3 separate regions of the Mus musculus genome follow, and regions 2 and 3 are each linked to region 1. The links are chromatin contacts, called in public promoter capture Hi-C maps. All regions are on one chromosome and are shown on one strand. The core of a region is the stretch at or near the end of the contact, and the rest is flanking DNA. Distances in the headings are between cores, read along the strand shown. Region 1 holds the start of Dync2li1 (dynein cytoplasmic 2 light intermediate chain 1). Region 2 overlaps Gm41642 (a long non-coding RNA gene). Region 3 overlaps Abcg8 (ATP binding cassette subfamily G member 8).

Evidence for each region. Promoter capture Hi-C pulls out the DNA fragments that hold promoters and counts their contacts.
Region 2: a promoter capture Hi-C map of the 3T3-L1 cell line shows a contact between it and region 1, with 2.3 times the contacts expected there. The contact joins the enhancer-like site here to the promoter of Dync2li1 in region 1. A contact is called at or near these places in 7 of 39 promoter capture datasets (the 3T3-L1 cell line, 3T3-L1-derived adipocytes, the HPC-7 cell line and 3 more), 4 of 484 Hi-C or Micro-C datasets (the N1E-115 cell line, cortical neurons, nephron progenitors and 1 more), 2 of 115 datasets of contacts at active chromatin or transcription factors (acute myeloid leukemia and forebrain) and 3 of 9 other capture datasets (adipose tissue, liver and pancreatic islet).
Region 3: a contact with region 1 is called in a promoter capture Hi-C map of the 3T3-L1 cell line, with 2.6 times the contacts expected there. The contact joins the enhancer-like site here to the promoter of Dync2li1 in region 1. A contact is called at or near these places in 6 of 39 promoter capture datasets (the 3T3-L1 cell line, 3T3-L1-derived adipocytes, the HPC-7 cell line and 2 more), 9 of 484 Hi-C or Micro-C datasets (the HPC-7 cell line, brown adipocytes, cortical neurons and 5 more), 1 of 115 datasets of contacts at active chromatin or transcription factors (embryonic stem cells) and 1 of 9 other capture datasets (adipose tissue).

Annotation. Positions count from the first base shown.
Region 1 is chr17:84,624,579-84,628,572 of GRCm38.p6, reverse strand. It overlaps Dync2li1 (dynein cytoplasmic 2 light intermediate chain 1), which reads right to left and starts at 2,098. Exons shown (of 13, transcript NM_172256.2): 1 at 1,997-2,098; 2 at 171-288. The coding sequence starts at 2,004.
Region 2 is chr17:84,496,565-84,500,558 of GRCm38.p6, reverse strand. Gm41642 (a long non-coding RNA gene) reads left to right here. Exons shown (of 3, transcript XR_877064.1): 2 at 965-1,175. Among named protein-coding and RNA genes, the nearest start is that of Gm41642, 6.1 kb to the left of the region's middle. Within about 2 kb of position 1,693, at least 37 of the 459 cell types and tissues checked have an H3K27ac peak or open chromatin away from gene starts, as enhancers often do. A contact at or near this core is called in 3T3-L1-derived adipocytes, adipose tissue and uterus, where this site is marked.
Region 3 is chr17:84,699,962-84,703,955 of GRCm38.p6, reverse strand. Abcg8 (ATP binding cassette subfamily G member 8) reads right to left here. Exons shown (of 13, transcript NM_026180.3): 13 at 3,623-3,994. Among named protein-coding and RNA genes, the nearest start is that of Abcg8, 19 kb to the right of the region's middle. Within about 2 kb of position 2,370, at least 18 of the 459 cell types and tissues checked have an H3K27ac peak or open chromatin away from gene starts, as enhancers often do.

The DNA of each region.
Region 1 (3,994 bases), core at 849-3,348:
CCAGACATTCTGTTCACGATTATAACTTACCCCCGATCAACGATAAGCCCTTTCTAGTTTATGCTAAATCAGGGTGGACATTTGATTAAAGAGTTTAGAATATGTAAATTTTATCAATATATTAAGGCAATCGCTACATTGTGAAGACTGAAAACTATTAAAAGCATTACCCCGTTTTTACTGCCAATGAAGAAAACAGATTTTTCTCCGATTTCAGCTCCGTCCCCTTCGCTCCCATGACTTCTCCGTTTCTCTACCTCAGCTTTTGCGATTTCCCAGAGAGTTTCACTGCATAAGTAGAAAGACAAATGGCACAGAAACAAAAGGAATCCTTAGAGATATTTATCTCCCGCAGAGAAATTTTATTTCAGTAAGATTTATAAAAATACTATTTCTTGATAGTCAATAGCTAGGTAAAACACTAGAGGACTTTTTTTCTAACTATCTTCACTTGGAAACGGCTCGTGAAGAGTACTGACAGAGCGCCCTAGCATCCATTCCTCTGCTGTGAGCAAACACCGCAACAAGGCAAGGATTTATTTTCCTCATATATCCAGGAGTCACGGTGCGTCGGTAGGTTAAGGCCACAGCAGTTTGCCTCAGCCAGACAGTCACACCCACAGCCAAGAGCAAAGAGAATGACAGCATGCCTATTTGCCCTCTTGGGGTAGGCTAGCTGTCCTCAAGCTCTAGGGACCCGCCTGTCTCCACCCCTCCTCCTAAGTCCCGAGTTTACAGACATGGGTCCCGCACCTTAGGTTTACCAGCTCAGGTCCTCATGCTTGAACATCAAGGACTTTATGCACTGGGCCATCTTCCAGCCCTCACCAAGTATTTGTTGAGCAACTAATGCATGCAAGCCTCTATGCTAATCCTCTAGTTCAAATCTATTGTCTCTGAAATGTCAATAAAAAAAAAAAAGAATATCTGCTTTGGGGGCCACAGTGATTGTTACATTGTCACTGTTCATTTAGTTTTAAACCACAAAAGCTATTGATGGCCTATAATTATTACCAGACTAGAACCTGAATCAGGGCTGGTGATAAAGTCTAAGCCGTTACCGTGCCTGCTCAATTCCCAGAACCCCACAAACAAAACGGGAGTGTTTTAAAATGTCAAAACAGGAAGACAAAGTCAAAATCGAAATCCCGAATGATCTGAACTCTTATTTCACAGGCCGAGGATTCTGCTTGCTCTGTTTACACACCAGTCCCCCAAAATATGGTTCTCTGTTTCTCAAGTACCCAGGGAAAGGAAAGGGTTCTTCAATCTGCCAAAACCCAAACAAAGAAACAAAACCCCCGCACTCACAGTTTCACTACAGTAACCTAAGCTGACTCAATTCCAGCCCGGAACTTCATAAACTCTACCGCAGCTTGTGCCTCTGATCCACAAAGTGGATCATACTGCGCCCTGGTGGACCCTTGGCCCTCTCCCTGACATCTTTGTAGGCCATTCGGAGGGAGGTTCGGGTACTTTAAAGGAACCTGGTAGAGATAAATGTTCAAGTGTATTTCATAAGCCATCAAGACCCCCAACTCTGCGCCTTCAAGGAGATGTTACACTTTCCTCCAAGGTACAGAAGCCCTGTGACACCAGGCAGGGGCCCCTGGGGAGAAGGCTCTGTGGTCTGGTTCACCACCATGCCCTGGCCCGCAACAGCATGTGGCTATCTGAAACACTTCACTGCAATCAGCGAATGGATGGAGTTGAAGATCTTTTCAAGTCGCTTTTTTTTCTAGTTTGTGACAGAATCCTCAAGTTATAGGTCGGGGGGGGGCGGGGAGCGGGGAGGGAGGGAGGGGTTGAGGGGGTTGAGTAGGAGGGTGGGATAGGGATGGAGGGTGGTGACAGCGAGGTACTACTGCTCCGACCAGCTCCGCATCGCCCACAGCGCCAGGGCTGGGTACCTCTGCTCCAACCTTCCGTATCCCTTCCCTATTCTGGTGGGAAAGAGGGCAGGTCGTGAGAGCCCCGCAGGCCGGTTCAGCAATACCTGGGCATGGTGGCTGCGCCGCCCCAGAGTTCCTGGGCTCCGCGTGAGGAACAACCCTGACCCAGGCAGGCTGCAAACACCTAGTTGGGCCAGAGAATGCAGGCTCCTCGGTTGCCATGGCAACGACGTCACGGCCGAGGTTGCGTCCCAAAGAGCAGCCTCATGGGAAGTGTAGTTCTCCACCTTCGGCTTACTTCTCCGTATTCAGCATCAAGCCCTAGGATGCCAGATGATATGGTGAGCATGCTTGTGCATCTGGAATGAAAATGTTGGGGGCTTGAAGGTTTTGTTTGTTTTTGTTTTTGTTTTTAGTTATACGGAGTGCAGACTGCATGCCAGGAGCCTCTGCTCTCTTATCGTTACTTTTTTCCTCTAGTGCCATGATTTGGAAGCTGAAACAATGTTGGGCAGTTACCTAATAAAACATAGGAGGAAAAAATTTCAACTGTTAAAATCAAAACAAGGAACAAGGTGTGCAAACTTTTTGCCCAGTTTTCTCCTCCTCCTCCTCCTCCTCCTCCTCCTCCTCCTCCTTCTTCTTCTTCCCCCTCCCCCTCCCCCTCCCCCTCCCCCTTCTTCTTCTTCTTCTTCTTCTTCTTCTTCTTCTTCTTCTTCTTCTTCGACAGGGTTTCTCTGTGTAGCCCTGGCTGTTCTGGAGCTCACTCTGTAGACCAGGCTGGCCTCGAACTCAGAAATCTGCCTGCCTCTGCCTTCCAAGTGCTGGGATTAAAGGCATGTACCACCACTGCCCAGCTTTGTCCAGTTTTCTGAACATTTGGATGTATGATGTTTTATGAAGCAGTGGATTTATTAATAAGTCAATGAAGTATGTGTTCTCCTACATACTTAATTTGTTTTATGCAGGAGGGCTTATATTTGTTTGAACTTTGTGGGCTCTTTATACATAGGCAGGAATCCCCACAAACTTATATAGAGTATTGCTCTGGGCAATACAGAGTAAGACATGAGATACAAACCCTTTTAAAATAGATGGACACAGCTAATTGTAATCATAACTCAGGGAAAGCAAGCTATTGTAGGAAAGGTACAAAGTGACCACAGCTGAAGCAGTTGACAAAGCATTCATGACAGGCTTGCTATTTGACCTGTTCTGAATGTTGAATAGACCCAGGTCCCAGATCCCTGAATGTCTGAAGGAAATTCTCTCCAAGCCTTTGGGTTCAGTTTCTATGGTGGGACGTATAAGAACATTGGGGTTTGGAATAAGATGAGCTGAGATTCAGTTCCTAGCATGCAGAAGGTTGAATGAATCCAAGGTCTCCTGCAAGCCAGGCAGGTGCCTTGCACCACGAGTTACCACCTCAGCCCTATTGGCAGATTTGAATGTAGAGACAGAAGGAGTATATTCCTGGAAATGAAGCAAAGTGTAGGAAAGAGTCAGGTCAGAAGGTCTGAGGCGAAGGTGTTCAGTGGAGGAAGGACGTTTTCAAAGACAGCCGAACACTCCTCACTCATTGCCCTCTGCGCTCTGGTGCTAGCCAGCCGGTGGCCTGTGAACTCCTGTTACTGTAATGACTTGGGATTCTGGGTTTACAATCTGTTCCTGGGTTTAGCATGCTGTTTAGGAAGTCAGGTAGGTATTAACAACCATTGTGATAACAGTTACGGTGGCTAATGTCATTTCCTAGGCACGACTTGCCAGGTACCTCTTCAAGGCTGTAACTGTTTTGGTTAACCAGGAGAGACGGTTGGAGGAGGGAGTTTGGTAAACGGGAAAGATCAAGGGCAGTGCTTCTCAACCTGTGGGTCGTGACTCCTGTGGGAGGTCAAACGGCCCTTTCACAGGAGTCACATGTCAGATATCCTGCATACCAGACATTCACATCATGGTTCATAACAGATGCAAAGTCAGTTATGAAGTAGCAACAAAATAATTTTTTTCCATTTATTCACTTTACATCCGGATCCCAGCTGCCCCTCTCCTCTCAGTGCCCCCCCCCCACTCCTCCCTCCCTCCATCCTTCCCTTTCTCTTCTG
Region 2 (3,994 bases), core at 444-2,943, 130 kb after region 1:
ACCTGATGTATATATATTATATGCAATTTTAGGTAGGTAGATAATATTTTTATCCCTTATGACTTTTTCAGACATTCTTGCTGTTATTTTTCATTCTTTCTTCATATTACTTTCCTTACCTCTCCCTAGTTAGAACCCTCCCCAGTTTCCCCATTTCTGCTTTCAAATGGCTTAAGCCCTGCTATGCCCCTCTCCATTGCTCCTCTTTCTCCACCCCGGGGCCCCTCTTTTACTTCTCTGATTTCTGTAGTCACTCCAGGTTACATAGTCACATTTGAAGATTTGGAGCTAGCAAGCACACACACACACACACACACACACACACACAGAGAGAGAGAGAGAGAGAGAGAGAGACAGAGAGATAGACAGAAACAGAGATAGAGACAGACAGAGACAGACAGAAAGAGGCAGAGAAACAGAAAGAAAAATGGAGATAGAGATAGAGGAAGGTACAGGGAGAAGGAAAGGGAGAGAGACACAGAGAGAGAATAAATGCAGTTTTAAAAATAAATAGAAGTTTAACAAAGTTCATTTGAGTCTTTATGGATTTGGCTCAGGACCCTCAACCTACTAACGTGATGCACATCTGAGACCTTTTGTGTCTCCATGTGCAGATGCTGAATTGAACTCAGGTCAATTTCACTGAAATCCTTCAGGGTTAGGTTGATTTTGCTTTCACAGGAATGTGGATCCTTAGGATTCCTCCTCCTTCTCCCCCCTCCTCCCCCCCCTCCTCCTCCCTCCTCCCCCCCCTCCTCCTCCCTCCTCCTCCCTCCTCCCCCCTCCTCCCCCCTCCTCCCCCTCCCCCCTCCTCCCCCTCCTCCTCCTTCTCCCCCCTCCTCCCCCTCTCCCCTCCTCCCCCTCCCCTTCCTCCTCCTCTTCCTCCTCTTCCTCTTCTTTGAGACAGCATGCCATTTCATAGCCTAGGCTGTTTTCAAACCCCTGTGCTTCACCCTGTTTTCAGCCTCCCAAGGAGCCTCCTGAGAGCAGATGTATGCCACCCGTGTTGGAGGAAAACTTACTTCCTTTATGGAACCAGACTTGTGTTCCTCATAGTTTGGATGTGAAGCCTGCCACCCTCAGCCCATGCTTGTATGCGGATGCCTTGGTTCCAGCCAGTAGTGCTTTTGAGAGATGCTTTTGAGAGGTGTTAACCTCAATGGATCAGTTCATTGGTGAGTTTATATCTGAATGGGCTAGTGGGGCCTGGTTTGGGAAGAGTGGGTTATGGGGATACACCTTCAAGGGTCTGTATTGTCCTTAGAGTCTCATTTTCTCTCTGTCTCCTTCCCACTCCACCACCATGAGGTGAGGGGCTTTCTTCTACTATTCTTTTCCAGCGTGATAGTTGGCTTCCCCCTCAGGACCACAGAGATGAAACCATGAGTCAAAATAAATCGGCTTGCTTCTAAAGCATTTCTCTTGGGCATCCTGCTGTAGCGACATAAAGCTAACAAATGATTTTATTATTTGGTAAACTTGTTTTCTAGTTCTTTCGTACTATACCTGACCAACCAGCATTTTAAGTATTTATTTATGAGAGCAGTATTTGGTAGGGAGAGAATCTGTGTTTGGAGTGTGAATGAATGTCTCCATGGGTTACTTTAAAAGCCCGTATAAGGCTCATCCTCAGCCTTTGTCTTTGTTTGCCTGAGAAACGCTCTGTTGCATTCCAGCTGCACTGAACTGGAAGATTTTATCCATCTTTGGATCAGCAACAGCTGGTCTTGCGCCAGACTCCCAGGACATCAAGCCAAGTACCTCGTAGGCCATTTGGGTCTCTTATGTCTCATACAGCCCAGCCCACTCTAGGCTAACACCTGTCTCCTTCATTGTTAGAGTTTCCATGTATAATAACATACCCTTAGTTTTTCAGATGGCACGATTTTTTTTTTCAGGGAGAATTTGAAATGCTATTGCCATTTGGGGGAAATTCTGACATGAACAAGATTGTTCATTCAGGAAGTGGATCAGAACAAAAGAACGAAGAAACTCTCATGAGAACATTGTTGTCTTGCTTGTCTTAAAGAGTGAAAACTTTTGTTTAACCTCAGAAGTCAGGCCTGCTCTGTTTTTTTGTACTTGGAGATTAATAAGAGCTGACATTGTAATTGTATGGCTTGATAAAATTGTCAAGGACTCAAATGATGTCGAAACCAACCACATGTCGTGTTCTTTTGTGTGTATATGTGGAGTATTTATTTTCCTATTTCTAAAACTCTTTCCTCTCTTGCAAAGGGAACATAATTAGCCTTTTTCAAAAATGATTTTGTATTTTTTGAGCCTGAATACCTCACATTTTTTTCTTTTCTTTTGCTTCTTGTTTTCCTTCTCTCATGAAACTTTAAAGATTAATTGCTTTTTATGAAGTATTTAGTTGCAGGCTCCCTCTAGGGATGCAGGCCAGATAAGCAGTCAAAGTATCTAAAAGAAAGAAAATAGTTATTAAGCTGTGCTTCTTCTTGTTGACACTAAAAAGTATATTTGCATAATAGCCCATCTAACAGATAAAGATAAGAGGGAAGAGGGGCTTTCATTCTAAGATAAAAGAAGATTTTTTTTTTGTCTTGGTTGAGTGTCTTTAAAATTACTTTGTTACATAAAAGTAAAGTGAGCATGGTTCTTCAGTTTGTTTAAGGCAGGGCCACATGCCTTATGATTTAGAATTTTTACATTGATTTTATGAGTTCAATAACTCCCCAGTTTTTCTAAAGCTTGCTTTAAGTCCACAGTGATGGGTCTAAAACTGTCTTCAGCTAAACAAGATGATAAGGGACATCTGCTTAAAACGGTTCAACCTCACGAACTCTGTACCATGTTACAAGTCACAAGGATTTATGTCTTTCTCAAGTAGACTATTCAGACCAATGATTGAGCAATTAGATAATGCTTGGATGCACAGACAGTGTGCAAAAGTGAAATAGAGAGCACTGATGCTAAGCTTACAATTAAGTTACTTCTGTTGCTTAAATCAACAAGACTCATTAAGTATGCAAATACATTTAGAATATTTGCCTGGTTATTCATAGGTGTAATATTAGGATATTTCTGCCTCCTCAAATTTGTTAGAATTATTTGTAATAAGCAGCTGTTGATCTTCAATTCCCTAATTTGTGTGTGTGTGTCTGGGGCAAAATTGATTTCCTTTGGGTTTTTTTGTTTTTGGGGGTTTTTTTTGGTTTTTTGTTTTGTTTTGTTTTTTTGAGACAGGGTTTCTCTGTACAGCCCTGGCTGTCCTGGAACTCACTTTGTAGACCAGGCTGGCCTTGAACTGAACTCAGAAATCTTCCTGCCACTGCTGGGATTAAAGGCGTGTGCCACCACTCCCAGCCTGATTTCCTTTGTTAAATATGACAATTAAAGGTGGGTGTAGCTCAGAGGTGGAGTGTCCGCTCAGCATGCACAGGCTCCCGGGTCACGCAATAGCCCACATAACCAAAAGAAAAGGAAAACAGCAAAAGGAATATAATAAAGGAAAGGGGGTAGTAATTAGATTTGTCTGAAACTCTCTGGAGATTAACAGAATCAAAACGCATTAAGAGGGGTTTTGTTTGTTTGTTTGTTTGTTTCCTATGTTACAGTGGGTTTAGCTTCATGACTTTGTGCTCGCAGAGGGTCGGGGTGCTTCCAGCCATCTGCCCAAGAACTCTTTGGATCCTCAAATGAAAGACACACACACATTAGCTTACTTTTGAAATGCCTTGGCTAGCTCAAATACTGGGCAGTTCGAATCCTCCAACCAGCTAACATTTCCCTCCAGTGCTCCTGACTCAACACCCTCTAAATCTATGATCTATCTATCTTTGCTGCCCTGTTCCTTCTGGGCGGTCCATAGTCTTTGCTGCCCAAGACGCTTCTGGGCAGCCCTTTTGAGGCCGCATTCCTTCTCACCTACATTTCAGATAATTTTCCTTCTGCAGCTCTAAATCCAAGCCATCTCCCTCTGAAACCTGGCGATTCTTCTCTTCTCTCTCTCTCTCCATCCCTAGCCCAC
Region 3 (3,994 bases), core at 1,121-3,620, 75 kb before region 1:
CACCCATATGACTGCTTACAACATTCTGTGTGTGTAACTCGACTTCCAGAGTGTCCAGTTATGGTCTCCTTGGACACCGCATGCACATGCGTGTTAAGCGCACATATATGCATTTAAATGCAGGCAAAAACGAAGGTAAAATAAAAATGTGTTTTTCAAAGTCTTTCCCACTGGGCATAGTTGTAGATGCCTTTAATCCCAGCATTTGAGAAACAGAGGCAGGTAGGTGTTGAATTCAAGGCCAACCATGACCATACAGACCCTGTCTCAAAAAAAAAAAAAAAAAAGAAAGAAAAAAGTAACCATGAGAATACAAAACTAAGGCAGTCCAATTAAAAGTCTAAAACAACAAAACACCCTTCACACTGATACAGTGTTACCAGTTTCTGGACATCTTACACTGAAAAACGTTTTTTTCTTCTATTTAATCCAATAGCCAGTGCTTGGTATAATCAAATTTATGAGTCGCAGCAAATTATAGACAAGCTTTATGTTGCAAATCACTTTCTGGTATAATCACGCCTGCAGTCCACAGTGCATGCATTCTGCACACCTCCCTCATGGCTTTCAGCACAATTTTCATTTAATATTTGCCTCTCTGAAAAAAATATTTGTAGAATTTCTAAGCAAAAGCAACATTTCTTCAAGTGTGGTGGAACTGATAACCACAGGAGGTCCAAAATCACGGTAATTTATCGCTTTGCTGTTGTACAATCATGCGTGGGAGTGTTTCCATTAGAAATGTATCCTGCTTTCAGGCCAGCAGACTTTACAAAGCCCACATTATACAGCCTGAGTACAAATAGAGAACGTGGCTGCATTAGCAGAGTGAAAGCAGCCAGTTCTCTTTTGCATACGGATTAGAAACAGCAGCCCCAGGTAAGACAGACTCCAGACTTCCTGCTCTTGCAAGCTGCTTTGCACAGTCGCTGGAGCTGAAATCCATCTGTAGCATCTTCACTGACCCTGCCCGGGCAGCCACTGGAGACCATTCTTGGCCTGTTTATTCTTTCCAAAGCCCCGGGGTTCTTCTAATGTTCTGCAGACCTACCTGGTGGGTTCACAGTGGGCCTCATGGGGTGAGCCCCATGGATTTCAGGCCGTGCTTCCTTGCAAGCTCTGTTTACGAAATGCCTGGTTTGTGCACACTGGACAGTTCCCCTCCATGTGCTATTCTTTGGTCCCCAAAATGTAGCTCAGTTGGGAGGGTGGATCTGAGGCCCAAGGAGTCCTCCAAAACAAAAAGCTTTGTCAGTGAGGCCAGCTGATCATGATGTGAAATCTGTAAGTTGATGACCTCAGATACTTGTCACTGTTGGCGACCTTTCAACTGTGTTCTGAAGTCAGACCTAGCACATTAGAGATTCTGTGCTGCAGTAATGAAGTTAACAGAAGAAAAGAAGAGAAAATAAGGCTTCCCTTTTCTAGCAAGGAACAGCAGAGCTGTTTTTCAGTTTGGAGAAACAACACTTCAACTCTACAAACAGACAAGGCTGTCATATACAATAAACAAGCAGGTCACCTAGCCAGTGGACAGCAGGCAAGTGCTGAGAAAGCCTAACCCACTTCCTGAACGCTTCTCTTTCATTCCGAGCTGGAAGCCCCACACACTGCTGTACCACTCTCTGTACCAGCCTGCCCTCCCTAACACGGACACTGAACGTTGCTCTGGACCATGGCTGGCAATATTTGTTTTAGGTTTGGGTGTTGGGGCTTGAGCCTCAGGCTTTTGATTTAATTACCTCTTCTGCCACCAAGCTCTTTACCCTAGCTGTTCACAGGAACCGTCCTAGATGACCAGTTTATCAAACACAAGTGACATCGGAGGTAAGATGGGAGCCGACATAAGGACATTTTCAGGCACGCACACTGAACTGTTGTCCAAATAACTTATATCTGCAGCAAAATACCCAAGGGCTTGCTTCCTTTGCAGCCGGCTCCTCCCGGTGCCTCATGGCTGGTGTGCCCTAAGGAAGCTGCTCCCCTGTGCCAGGCCACGATTTTCTGCTAAGTAATTTGAGTGTTGGAAGGACCCTTGGATTTGACATACTTTCAGTATGTTCTCTGTATGTAGTTTAATCTACATTAAAAAAAAAAAAAAAAAAGCAGGATATCTACCCCTGTAGACAGGTCAACCCAGGGAAAGATTATTTTAAGTATCTTTAAGAGCAAGAGCGGTTTTAAAAAATTACAAAAACATAGATGATTATTTTCAGTTTAATTGTTAGTTCCCCATCAATAGTGTAACTTGAATTTGGAAAGTTTACAGTGTACATTTTATAACTTCCTCTTTGGATTAAGAGTCTGCAAGCTGCAGCCTCAGGCCAAGTCTAGGAGCTATGTGCTTCTATAAGCTGTTTTACTGAAACACACCCACATCTTCCACATTCTACTGTGGTTGCAACAGTTCACATCAGCACAGCCTACTGGCAGGCTATATGGCTATCAAAGCCTAAAATATCCTTAGCAGAAAAAATTTACAACCCACAAGAAAAATCTGCCCCTTTGCAATGAAGATAAGGGGCACTGGATAGTACTGGATGTTCCTAGCACCCCGGCCTTTCTCTTCCCGGGCCTTGTGTGCCCTGGAGAACATTGGAGTTAGAGCCTAGGATGCATCAACACCAGCTATGATGCACTCAGACAGGATGGAGGACTCCTGCTCTGTGGGCAAGCCTGAGTTTCAGCATCTTTGGTGCTCTGAGTTCTGGGTACCACAGCATACTGAGTGACAAGCTTACAAAGTCAGATGACTGCTTTCTGCTTCTTCTACACTTCTCCATCCAGGCCTAAAGACAGTGGGTTACCAAAACAGAGCTGGGACCTGGGGAGGGGCTGCAGAACAGACTGGAGGCTCTGCAGATAGAGTCATGCATGGGGAATGAACCAAAGGGAGAGTACAAACAGGACTCATCAGAAGAGGGATGGACACAGAAACCAGGTGTCTCCCATGCACAGACTGGGGAAGCTGTTAAAGCGAGTGCTGGATGAACTAGAGTATGAACACGAACACATACGCAGTTAAGACTGAGTACACACATGCACATTTGCACACGTGTTCACTCACTGCCCACTGAGAGTCCGGAAGTAGCGATGCACAGCAGCCGAGCAGACTCATTCACTTCTGGGCTCCTATCTATCTTTCCCCACTAAAAAGTCAGGTTTCTACAGAGAAGCATCCAACCCCAGGGCTGAGCTTGGAAAATTCAAGATGATCCCTGATCCTCAAATACTTTGTTTTGTTAGAGTTCCCAGTGACTGAAAGGAACATGATTAAGAAGATACATCCAGGCGGTGGTGGCGCACGCCTTTAATCCCAGCACTTGGGAGGCAGAGGCAGGCGGATTTCTGAGTTTGAGGCCAGCCTGATCTACAGAGTGAGTTCCAGCATAGCCAAGGATACACAGAGAAACCCTGTCTCGAAAAAAAGCCAAAAAAAAAAAAAAAAAAAAAAAAAAAAAGATGTAGAAGCCAACTTGAGTATTTCACGGGCTAAATCAGGGACAATCTGAGTACTCAAACTAACAATGGCAATGGATTACAGCTTGCTAAAATAAAATGGGACTCCACGAGTATATAATTTATTGCATAGGAAGAATGAACAAGCCATGGTCTCCAGGCATGGTATCCAAAAGCTTTATTAATTATGAAAAGAGGGAACCGAGGAACGTGGAGGGGTCCAGCAGACGTGCCTTCTGTCAGGCAATCAGAGTCAACAGCACGCAGCAACTGGGAGCCAACCGTGTGCCGCCTGATGGGACACACTAGGGAAAAACCAATTTCATTCCTGGATATTCTGACCCAGCCAGGATTTAACTGAGAAATGCCCCCAGATAAATCCAAATTAAAAGCTACCCTATAAAGCCAGCGGGCACTGAAGAGCTAGCTCTTCCAAACTGAAAGAAGCAATCGGAGGGTGCTTTTGACTCTGCTCTGCATGAGGGCCCTGTGGCTCTTGTGTGACATCTATGCAATGGATGGTGGCAACAGGGCT